Regions from separate parts of the Sus scrofa genome. Here region 2 is linked to region 1. A link is a contact called in public Hi-C data. All regions are on one chromosome and are shown on one strand. The core of a region is the stretch at or near the end of the contact, and the rest is flanking DNA. Distances in the headings are between cores, read along the strand shown.

Region 1 (5,038 bases), core at 2,229-4,728:
CCTCACCTAGCCAAGTCCTACTTATCCTTTAGATCTCACATTAGATCTCAATTTCTCAGAGGGACTTTGCTGACCACGGCCCCCAACCTAATCTATATCCCCTTCCTGTCATCTTCTCTGTTTTTCCCTCCATGGCATTTATTGCACTTTGTACTTATAGATTCATTGTGTGTGCTGGTTTAACATCTATCCCTTCATTAGACTACGAACTCCAAATGATGAGAAACATGACTGTTTTGCTGAGCAGTGCTAACCTCCACAAGTCCTCACTGGTTAAACGAAAAAAATAAAGGAAGGGAATTTTATTCTACCTTTTAATTTTTTTCACAAGCATAACTTGGACACAGTAAGTAAGAAGAATTGAGTCCCTATTTCACTCTCATTTAAAGGATGCTGTCCTATCTAGCATGAGATTTAGGAAAGGTTGAGATGGAGAGGGAGGAGGGGCTATGGCATAGGGGAAATTTCAGGGCAGGACGGAAAAATGTGGTATTCTGAAAGGGGATGTAAAGAGTTAAAAAGCAAATTATATTAAGTAAAGGAAGTAGGGCAGAGAAGAGATAGACTCTTGGAAATTCAGGAGGTTAACTGGAAGATGAGGAGAGCTTTGGAATGTCACACAGGGATGGGAAAGCCAGGGCCAGGTGGATCAGGGGAGGAGGAGGCTGGTTGAGACACCAATAAGGATCCTGTGGAGGGAGTTCCCGTCTTGGCTCAGTGGTTAACGAATCCGACTAGGAACCATGAGGTTGCGAGTTCAATCCATGGCCTTGCTCAGTGGGTTAATGATCCGGCGTTGCCATGAGCTGTGGTGTAGGTTGCAGACGCGGCTCGGATCCCTCATTGCTGTGGCTCTGGCGTAGGCCAGTGGCTACAGCTCCGATTTGACCCCTAGCCTGGGAACGTCCATATGCTATGGAGCAGCCCAAGAAAATGGCAAAAAGATTAAAAAAAAAAAAAAAAGATCCTGTGGAGGCAGAGGAAGGATGTGATGGGAAAGGCCTTCGATCCCAAGGAGTTCCAGGTGGGTGGCAGGCGCACCTGGAACAAAAGCTTAGGAACGGATGGAGAGGAAAGGGGGGAAGGTCTCTGAGGAAGAAACTTACAAATCCTGTATGCTGTTATTGAACATAGTTGTGGAACTCTCACATTCTAAGATACATTACACATTAGAGAATTAACATTAATGTAAGACTGTAAAGATGAAAATTACTGCCCCAGCAAACAACCAAGGTATCCTTTAATCTCACACAGTGGAATGACCAGACTTACATTCAATCTCTTATAAAAGACTGTCTCCATGTCAAGAAAACAGCAATGAAGAATAGGAATGCAGTGGGCCAGGGGCAAGCTGTGCAGTTGCTGTTCTATATCCCCAAGCCTGCTGTGTCTTCTGGTTGACTCTCAGCATCTGCAACAGTATCTAAAGAATCGTGCTATTCTTGGAGTTTCTGTTGTGGCTTGGTGGTTAACAAACCTGACTAGCATCTATGAGGACTCGAGTTCAATCCCTGGCCTCGCTCCGTGGGTTAAGGATCTGGCATTGCCACAAGCTGTGGTGTAGGTCACAGAAGCAGCTCGGATCCCGAGTTGCTTTGGCTGTGGTGTAGGCTGGCAGCTACAGCTGCGATTGGACCCCTAGCCTGGGAACCTCTATATGCCGAGGATGCAGCCCTAAAAAGCCAAAAAAAAAAAAAAAAAAAAAAAAGAATAGTGCTATTCTCAGTTGCCCTTGGAGCACTATGCTTCTTTATCAATTGTCTGCAAAAAGGAGCTTGGTCCCAACTTGAATCCCCATAAAATGTCAATGTAAAATGCTAGAGACCATGGTAATAATAATAGGTAACAGAAACCATTTATAGGTAAGTGAGTTTACTTTGTGCAGCTTTCTGTTCTAAAAACCTTGTATGTATCAATTTGTTTTGTCTTCATAAAAGGTCCTGGAGCTCAGGGGCTAGAGCACTGGTCTTGCAATCTTCACAAATATCACATGAAGGAGTTGTTACTATTACTATTTCTGTTTCCACAAATGAGTCCCAAAGGGGCTGACGTCATGCAGCAAAGTGTAAAAGGACTCAAACCCAGCAAACTGACTCCAGAGCCTTAATCATCAGCCCTTTAAATTTGGGTATACCTTACAATTTACAGAGCACTTTAGAAGAGATAAAATATTATCCTCCCAACACTTCAAAGTCAGTAAGGAACATCTCTGTCTCCACTGTATGATGGGAAAACTGAGGCTTAGAGACATCAAAATTACTGGGGTAGGAAATCAACAACACTAGGACCAGCCAAGGTGGAGGTTGAAATCTACAACTCGTCATTGCCAAAATGCCACACCATCTCTCACTTCTGCTTCAGCAGCCTTGATGGTGAGGATTCAATTGCATGTACACAATCAGATATGCGGGGGGGTGGGGCAGGAAAGCTGCATCTAGGGTTTATTGGGTTTGGCATGAAAGTCCTGATACCTGAAAACAGGACATTATCTCCAGGCTGAACTATGATTTCATACAGCTTCAATGTCAGGGAGTATCCGTGGGAAGAGAGCAGGAGGAGGAGATGATGACCAAGTGACCAGGTATCTAATAGCTGGCTCCCAAAATGACCCTTTCTTGGAGCCTGTCGCCTGTCAGAGTGGCTCTGCTGCAGCAGCAGCCTGGGAGAGTGACCAAAAAGACAGAGAAGAACCCCAGTCCGAACCCACATCGGAGCCCTTTATTGTGTCGTTTTCTGGTTAACGCCCCTCTTGCCTTCATGCCCTCTCCTGCCCACCCCTCCCACTCGGTACCCACGATGCCAAACGTTGTAATTCAACCTGGGCTGCTGGTCCTAAGATTCTATCTCCTTTCTCAATTACCCCAGAAACAAATCAGTTATTTGGGGGAGGGGATCCTCATGGTTTCTGGTAGCCAGGGCATTGCAGCTCTGGCTCATGTTACCCACTAACTCATCATCTTTCCATTACACGACTTCACACCGAGCCACATTTGGTTCTGATCCGCAGTGACCACCTCCCCCGCGCTTAAAAAAAAAAAAAAAAAAAAAAACTGCAGTCCAATAATGCTGACATGGTTACGAATCGGAAGTAATGGCTATTGCGGCCAACTCCCTGAGTGGCGGAAGCTTGAGGCAGGGACAGGGAAGCCTAGAACATGCCTCCCTCCTTAGGAACACCGTTTCCCCGCCGAGGCCCTGCTGGCCAAGGGGCAGCGGCCAAAACCACGCATCCCGGGGTTCCTAGCCCTTAGCTCCTGCTGCAGCGGCTGCTGCTATAGAAACGCTAGGCTTACACGCCGGGCTGAAATTAAACACCCTTCCGAGACCAGGACCCGAGCCGGATTCTCCTGCTGCCTTGGTCGCCATGGCAACGTAGGAAGGGGAAAGCTGGCAAGCCGCGCGCGCTGTGCGGGGATACTCACTCCATCGCGGTGCTCCGGGCTGCCAGGCGCACTGCTGCGGGGCTCACCGGCGCTGTTCGCCTCTGCCGGGGCCGGGCGCTCTGGCCGCGCCGCGCGCGAGGTGGAGCCGGGAGCGTCTCTCCTCCCAGCCCGCACCCCCTCCTCCCCTTGAGGGTTGAAAGTGAACGCTCAGGCTCTCTCAGCTCCCAGCCTGCGAATAAAACGGGAAGCAATTGGATAATGTTGTTCGCTGGGCGCTAGACAAGCCACTCCACTTAAGTGTTTGGGGAGGGAGAGCGCAGGCAGCTGCGCGCGGGGCTGTGTGGCCACCCGCGCGAAGGGCCCTGGCGCCCGAGGCGCCAGGTGCGCCGGCGGCTCCCCTGGGAAGGGCGCTGCTTCTCTGAGACGCCGGGGGCTGTCAGGAGGGGGAGATGCGCGGCTGCGGCGGGTGGCACAGCCCAGAGGGCGCAGGGAAAATTGAGTCATTGGCAAGGTTGCAGCTCTTGCGGCTTGGAAGTTGCAGGCGAAAGACGCGTCTGGCCTCTGCAAGTATCAAGTGCTGCCCCCAATAGGTTGGGCACAGTTTCGGAAACGCCATTGTGCCAGCTCAGCGGGTATCTGTCTGAGTTTCTGAGGGAAAAGTCCACCTGCGCTGTGGCGCGTTAATGCGGTGCTCCATCACTGCCGACCTCACGCCCTTCTTTATCACTCTACATTTGGCGCATCCCCGCCTGCCAGAAAGATACTGCCCAGCGTTACTTTCCCTAGTTGGTTCTCTGAAAACAATAGCTATACTGAAGATGTTTTCCCAATTTACCACGGCCCCACCTCACAGTTACAAGCCTCCCCAGGGCATACATTCCCCCCCTACACTCCCTTTGAGAATCCTCTCCTCCTCAAGTTTTCCCGAGTGGGAATCAGGCTCCCATCCAGGTGCCCCGCACCTGCTGCAGGGAAGCGTCGATGAGGCAAGCTTCAGGCTTTCACTGTATCTTTCTGCCTGGCTCCTCTGTGAGTAGGTTTCTGCTAGGAGCTTAGGACGCAACCCTATGCATTGCCATCACAGTCCCTGTCCTGATGGGGCTCACTGGCTAACGTAGAAGGACAAAGCATAGAGAAAGAAAAAAACTAAACAAACATAACAGCACAGGCTGAAGATATTGCTCTAAGAATTAAGTAGTAAAATGAATGTTTTAAAATTAATTTGTGATGCTGGCACAACTCTTGAATGTCCTAACTCTTAAATTGTACATCCTGGGGGAATTTTCTGGTGTTTGAATTAAATCTTATTACAGCAGTTTGAAAAAAAAATACTTTGATGGAGAATCAAAGGCAAGTGGACCAGTGAAGGGAAGGTGTTGAAGAAAGGGCCCTCTGAAGGGGCTGGCTTTAGGAGGGGGGAGGACTGGGACACATAAGCAGGCATAAGCCACAGGGGGAAGGGCATTCTAACTGGCCATCAGCTTGTTTGGTGGCTCTACATGGGAAAGAGCTCTACCCATTCGAGGGACTAAAAGGAGACCAATGCCAAGTGTTCTGCGTAGATTCACTCCCTTTCCCTCTGGAAAGTAAGCCACAAAGTAAAACCCAGTGACGATTCACAGATGTTCCGTGGAAAGAGATTCTAGATCTTCTCC
Region 2 (4,632 bases), core at 2,028-4,527, 120 kb before region 1:
GAAAAACTCCCACTGAACTAATGGGAAGGAAAATACAGTGCATTTGCATTAGAAGAATCAGAAAGATGGATTCCTTTTTTTGTTTTTTAGGGCTGCATCCACAGCATATAGAAGTTCCCAGGCTAAGAATTGAATTGGAGCTGTAGCTGTCAGCCTACACCACAGCCACAGCAATGCAAGACCTGAGCTGCATCTGTGACCTACACCACAGCTCACTGGTAACACTGGATCCTTAACCCTCTGAGTGAGGCCAGGGATCAAACCCCCATATTCATGGATACTAGTCAGATTCATTTCTACTGAGCCATAATGGGAACTCCATAGATTCCTCTTTATTGGTTCAGTTAACAGTATTTAATAGGTACCTGCTGTCTAATGGACACAGTGCTAGTTTCTGGGCTTCTAGGGAGTGATTTAGAGAGAAGATCTTCCTTCCAGAGCTTATGGGTCTTCTTGTTAACTCCCTTTACTAGACTTTGGGGAAGAGGGAGCCTGGCGGAATCCATGAAATAAAGTCTTTCAAATCAGAGCTCAGTTCAGTGCTGATTTTCCACTTACTAGGGTTCTGTTTGGGGACAATCCACTTAAACCATCTAAACCTCAGTGTCCTCATCTGCTGAATGGGAATGATGACAATAAGACTGTCATGTGAAGTACAGAAAACAGTAGGCACAGAGAAGGTGCTCCATACAAAGTAACAATTTTTAAACAGTAAAAAATAGTATAATAAAAATTAAACTTGCCTTGTGTTTCTGTTTCTCCCCCTTTCCTTTTCGCTCCTGCTTTGTGACCATTACCTAACCAGTGGTATGACTTTGGTGAGCAGGACTGTTTCACCTAAATTCCACAAAGCAATGAGGAAATTGTTTTCTTTGTGTTTAACTGCAAGGTAGTTGTTAAAATAGCCAGACACAAAAAGCTCCAGCATGTACGATTTCTTTCACATTGACAGTCTGGAAAAGGCAAAAGTATAGGGACAGAAATCAGATGAGTGATTGACAGGGACAGAGAATGGAGAGAAGGAATAGAGGACAATGGGGTCCAAGGAAGCAAACACTTTGTGGGGATGGAAGCGTTCTGCATCTTGAATTTGCACATGATACACATCTGTATATATAACACTCATTGAACTGTACACTTGAAAAGGGTGAATTTTACTGTATGTAATTTACAGCTCAATAAGTCTCACGACAAAGAAGAAGAAGGAGGAGGACGGGAAGGGGGAAAGGAAGATGACGACAATGACAGGACAGTGGTTTGGGTTCCTAAAGGTTATCTTTAGGGAAAAAAAAAAATCTATGATCAGTATAGGATATTAGCAGTGCTCCTAGGAATACTTTTATACAAAATGAACTATAATAAAGACAGACACTGATAATCCTCTTAAGAGAGGGACAAAGTTCTCCAGGAATTCAGAGGCAAGCAAAATATACATTCAGGAACACCAAGACTTACTTCATGGAAGAGACTGCATTTAAACTGGTTCTGAAGAGTGCAGTTAATCACTGGGGCTTTTTTCCTTCTCTACCAGCTAGGATCAATATCTTAGACTTCAGCCTCTGTTTACAAATTGCTTGCAAATTTTATTACAGGTTGGATTATTCTTCTATTCTAAAAGGTTGTATATTATAATGCATTTGCCAGAGATTAAATGATTAGCATTATCCTACCCATGGAAAAAACAATCATGGTTCTGAGGCAATGTTTTCTGAGTTTGGGGTCTTTAGGAAATTGTTTTTACATGTCTGCTTATAAATGTTCTTCCATTCTGTGAAATGAAGAAAAGTGGACTGTTATTAGAGGAGACAGTGTGGGTAAGGGAAAGAAGTTGGAATGGGGTCCAAAAATCTGATTCCATAACTCACAAGGGACTCTATAAATCAGGAAGAAAAAGATCAATAATCTAAAAGAAAAAAGGAGGGGACGGAGAGGAACTCTGTAAACAGTTCAAGAGAAAAATATGGTGGCTCTTAAACATAAGAAGAGATTCATTCAATCTCAATATAATTAGTGAAATGGTTATTTTTCTTAACATATGCTTTTATGAATCTGTGAGACATAAGATCAACAGTGCAGTGAAAATAATGAGCAAAGTAAGTGAATAGACAGTTCATAGAAGAGAAAATACAGATAGTCTTGAAATACATAAGACCCCTAAACTCACTCATACTAAGAGAAAGGCAAATTAAAACTATTCTCTTTTATACTCATCAGGCTGGCAAAAAAAGCTGATCAAGTTTGTTAACATAGTGTTAACCAGGGTGGAAGTAAATTGGCTGCTGCTGGTTCAACCTTTACAGATGTCTGTTAAAAGTACAGCTCATAATGATTTTGACCTAGCAATTCCAACTTCCATGAATTTTATCCCACAGATCATCCATGGGCAAAATGACATGTACCATGTTATTCACTGTATGTAACGGCAAATGAATGCCCCTCATTGGGTTAAAAGAGGTTTTGTACATCATATAAGAGAATACTGCTCCACTGTAAGAGAGAATAAGAAGCAATTATCCAGATGTGTTAGAAACCGAGACCCTCAGACTCCAGCCCAGACCTCTGGAATCAGTATCTTCAATATAACAAGATCCCCAGATACTTTTTATGCAAGGAGACTTTTTAGAAGCCCTGATCCAGCTAGTTCTCACTCATGGTCACTCAGGGCTTGATCTCCTTCCAAAAGTCCTCTCTCACTCAGCTTTTATTCTACCTAATCTGCACGGAATGCCTTTCCCTGGTCTACTGTTATCCTGTGTGTTTCCTTCCATATTATTTGCCACACTACAATTTTCTAGACTCTTCTATTGCCCCCACCAGGAGACATTCACGGCTGTCTCACAGGACCTAGCATAGAGCCTGATAATACGTAATAGATGCTAAATAAATATCTTTTTGAATAAATAAATGGATGAACCAGGTCAAATAAAAGTGGGAATGGGAAAGTTTGCTTAGAGATCTTTCTTGCCATTTACTTTTTCTGAAACACTTCTCTTTTCTGCACAAACCGCCAACTGATCAAGAAAAAAACAGGCACCCTTGAGAATAGCTTCTCTCCCCTTCCACCCTCAGGCCAAGAGCTGCAGGCATTTGAACAAATAAGATTTCCGGCTCTTTGCTTGGCGAAGGATGCAGCTCAGAATAAAAATAAAAAGCTTTAGGTTCCGATGACATTTTCGTAGAGCCACAAATTCCCTAGAAATGAGTCTTACTCTAGGAGATGAGTTTCCCGGGCTGACTCAACCTCTTTATTTGGGAGCATCTACTGCTCCCATCGCTGCCAAACTCCAACCTCAGAGAGGAAAAGGGCTCTAGGAAAAGCCCAAGCACATGGTACATCAGAACGGATTTAGCATCATGTGTGCACGTGACCCCAGGAGTGAAATGAAAGGGTTGCTCTCGCCAAATCACAGCATGGCTGGAGTTCCCTCCAGAGGCCAGAGGCACGATGGCAAAGGAAAGCAAACAAAAGAAACGTTCTTTCCACTTGTGAGTGAAACAAAGATCCCACTGAGAAAACTGAAGTGAGCAGGGGAGCTGTAAAAATCAACAGAAAGGGGGGCTGTCTGTGGAGGAGGCATCTGGTTTCAATGTAAACATCCTTAAAATGTTTCAAAAATGAATGTACATTTGAATAATTTATTATTAAACTGTTTCTTTTTTCCTTACCCGGGGACCTTCAGGGCAGATTCAGCCTTGAAGATAGATATCCTTCCATATGCCCCCCTCAATTGGTGTTCCCACTCCGTTTAGATGTTTTCTGAGTGGAAGAGTGAGAGGAAAACATTTGAAAGCAAACTAAACAGAGTTGCCTGGGCAAATCCAGGATTGCCTGGCTGGATGCAGGTATATTTTAAAAGAGGCATGTGAACATAGCCCACTAAGATGGTACACTTTGTGCAGGAAGCCTGAAGTGGGGGTGGGGGTAAGTGCCTCTCCCTGCTCTGGTTTCTGTCGCTGGAAAAGAAATTTCGCCTCTTGAATTGCCTTTTTTCCTTCCAATCATGAATCGAATACATAAAGTGCTCAAAGATGCTCTAGAAAAGAGGTTGCAAATTAGTGACAGAGATATTTTGTTGGGGCCGCGTTATGTCTCTAGAAGGAATGTCTCAAATTGGCTGCCAGCATTATTAAAATGTCTGCATGGCAGCAATTGTTTGGATCCAAGAAGAATCCATTTGCTAATGATCTTTAGAAAAGACATCCATCCCATTTTGCCCCAACCCCACAACTACCTATTACCTGACCCAGGTCACTTACCCAGGCTAGCTGCCTGGTACACACACACACACACACACACACCCTAGAGCAGCCCTCAGGAGCAGAAGAAAATGAGTTTTGTCTCCATTGGTTGGCCAGCTTTGGCCATTCTAATTCAGGTACCTTACTTGATTACTTGGTATTGTATGTTTGGTGGGTTTTGTGTGTGTGTGTGTGTGTGTTTCATATGCTAGCAGAACTTTTTCTTCTTTTTTCTTTTTGTGCTACTTTCTTTCCATGATACTACTGCTGTAGAATTATAGGAATGATACATTTTGTATATTTTCTCTCTTTTTCCTCTTCTTTAATGAGAAACTGAATACACCAGTGTCACTGGCATCTCTGCCAGCCGTCTCTGTCTCAGGGAAGACAAAT

The links. Hi-C and Micro-C count contacts between places; a contact is called where the count stands out from the background.
Region 2: a contact with region 1 is called in a Hi-C map of heart right ventricle, with 2.5 times the contacts expected there. The contact joins two enhancer-like sites. A contact is called at or near these places in 3 of 47 Hi-C or Micro-C datasets (epiblast stem cells, fetal heart ventricle and heart right ventricle).

What each region holds. Positions count from the first base shown.
Region 1 is chr1:250,679,396-250,684,433 of Sscrofa11.1, reverse strand. No RefSeq gene overlaps it. Among named protein-coding and RNA genes, the nearest start is that of PTPN3, 99 kb to the right of the region's middle. Within about 2 kb of position 3,478, at least 19 of the 83 cell types and tissues checked have an H3K27ac peak or open chromatin away from gene starts, as enhancers often do.
Region 2 is chr1:250,800,541-250,805,172 of Sscrofa11.1, reverse strand. No RefSeq gene overlaps it. Among named protein-coding and RNA genes, the nearest start is that of PALM2, 21 kb to the left of the region's middle. Within about 2 kb of position 3,277, at least 8 of the 83 cell types and tissues checked have an H3K27ac peak or open chromatin away from gene starts, as enhancers often do.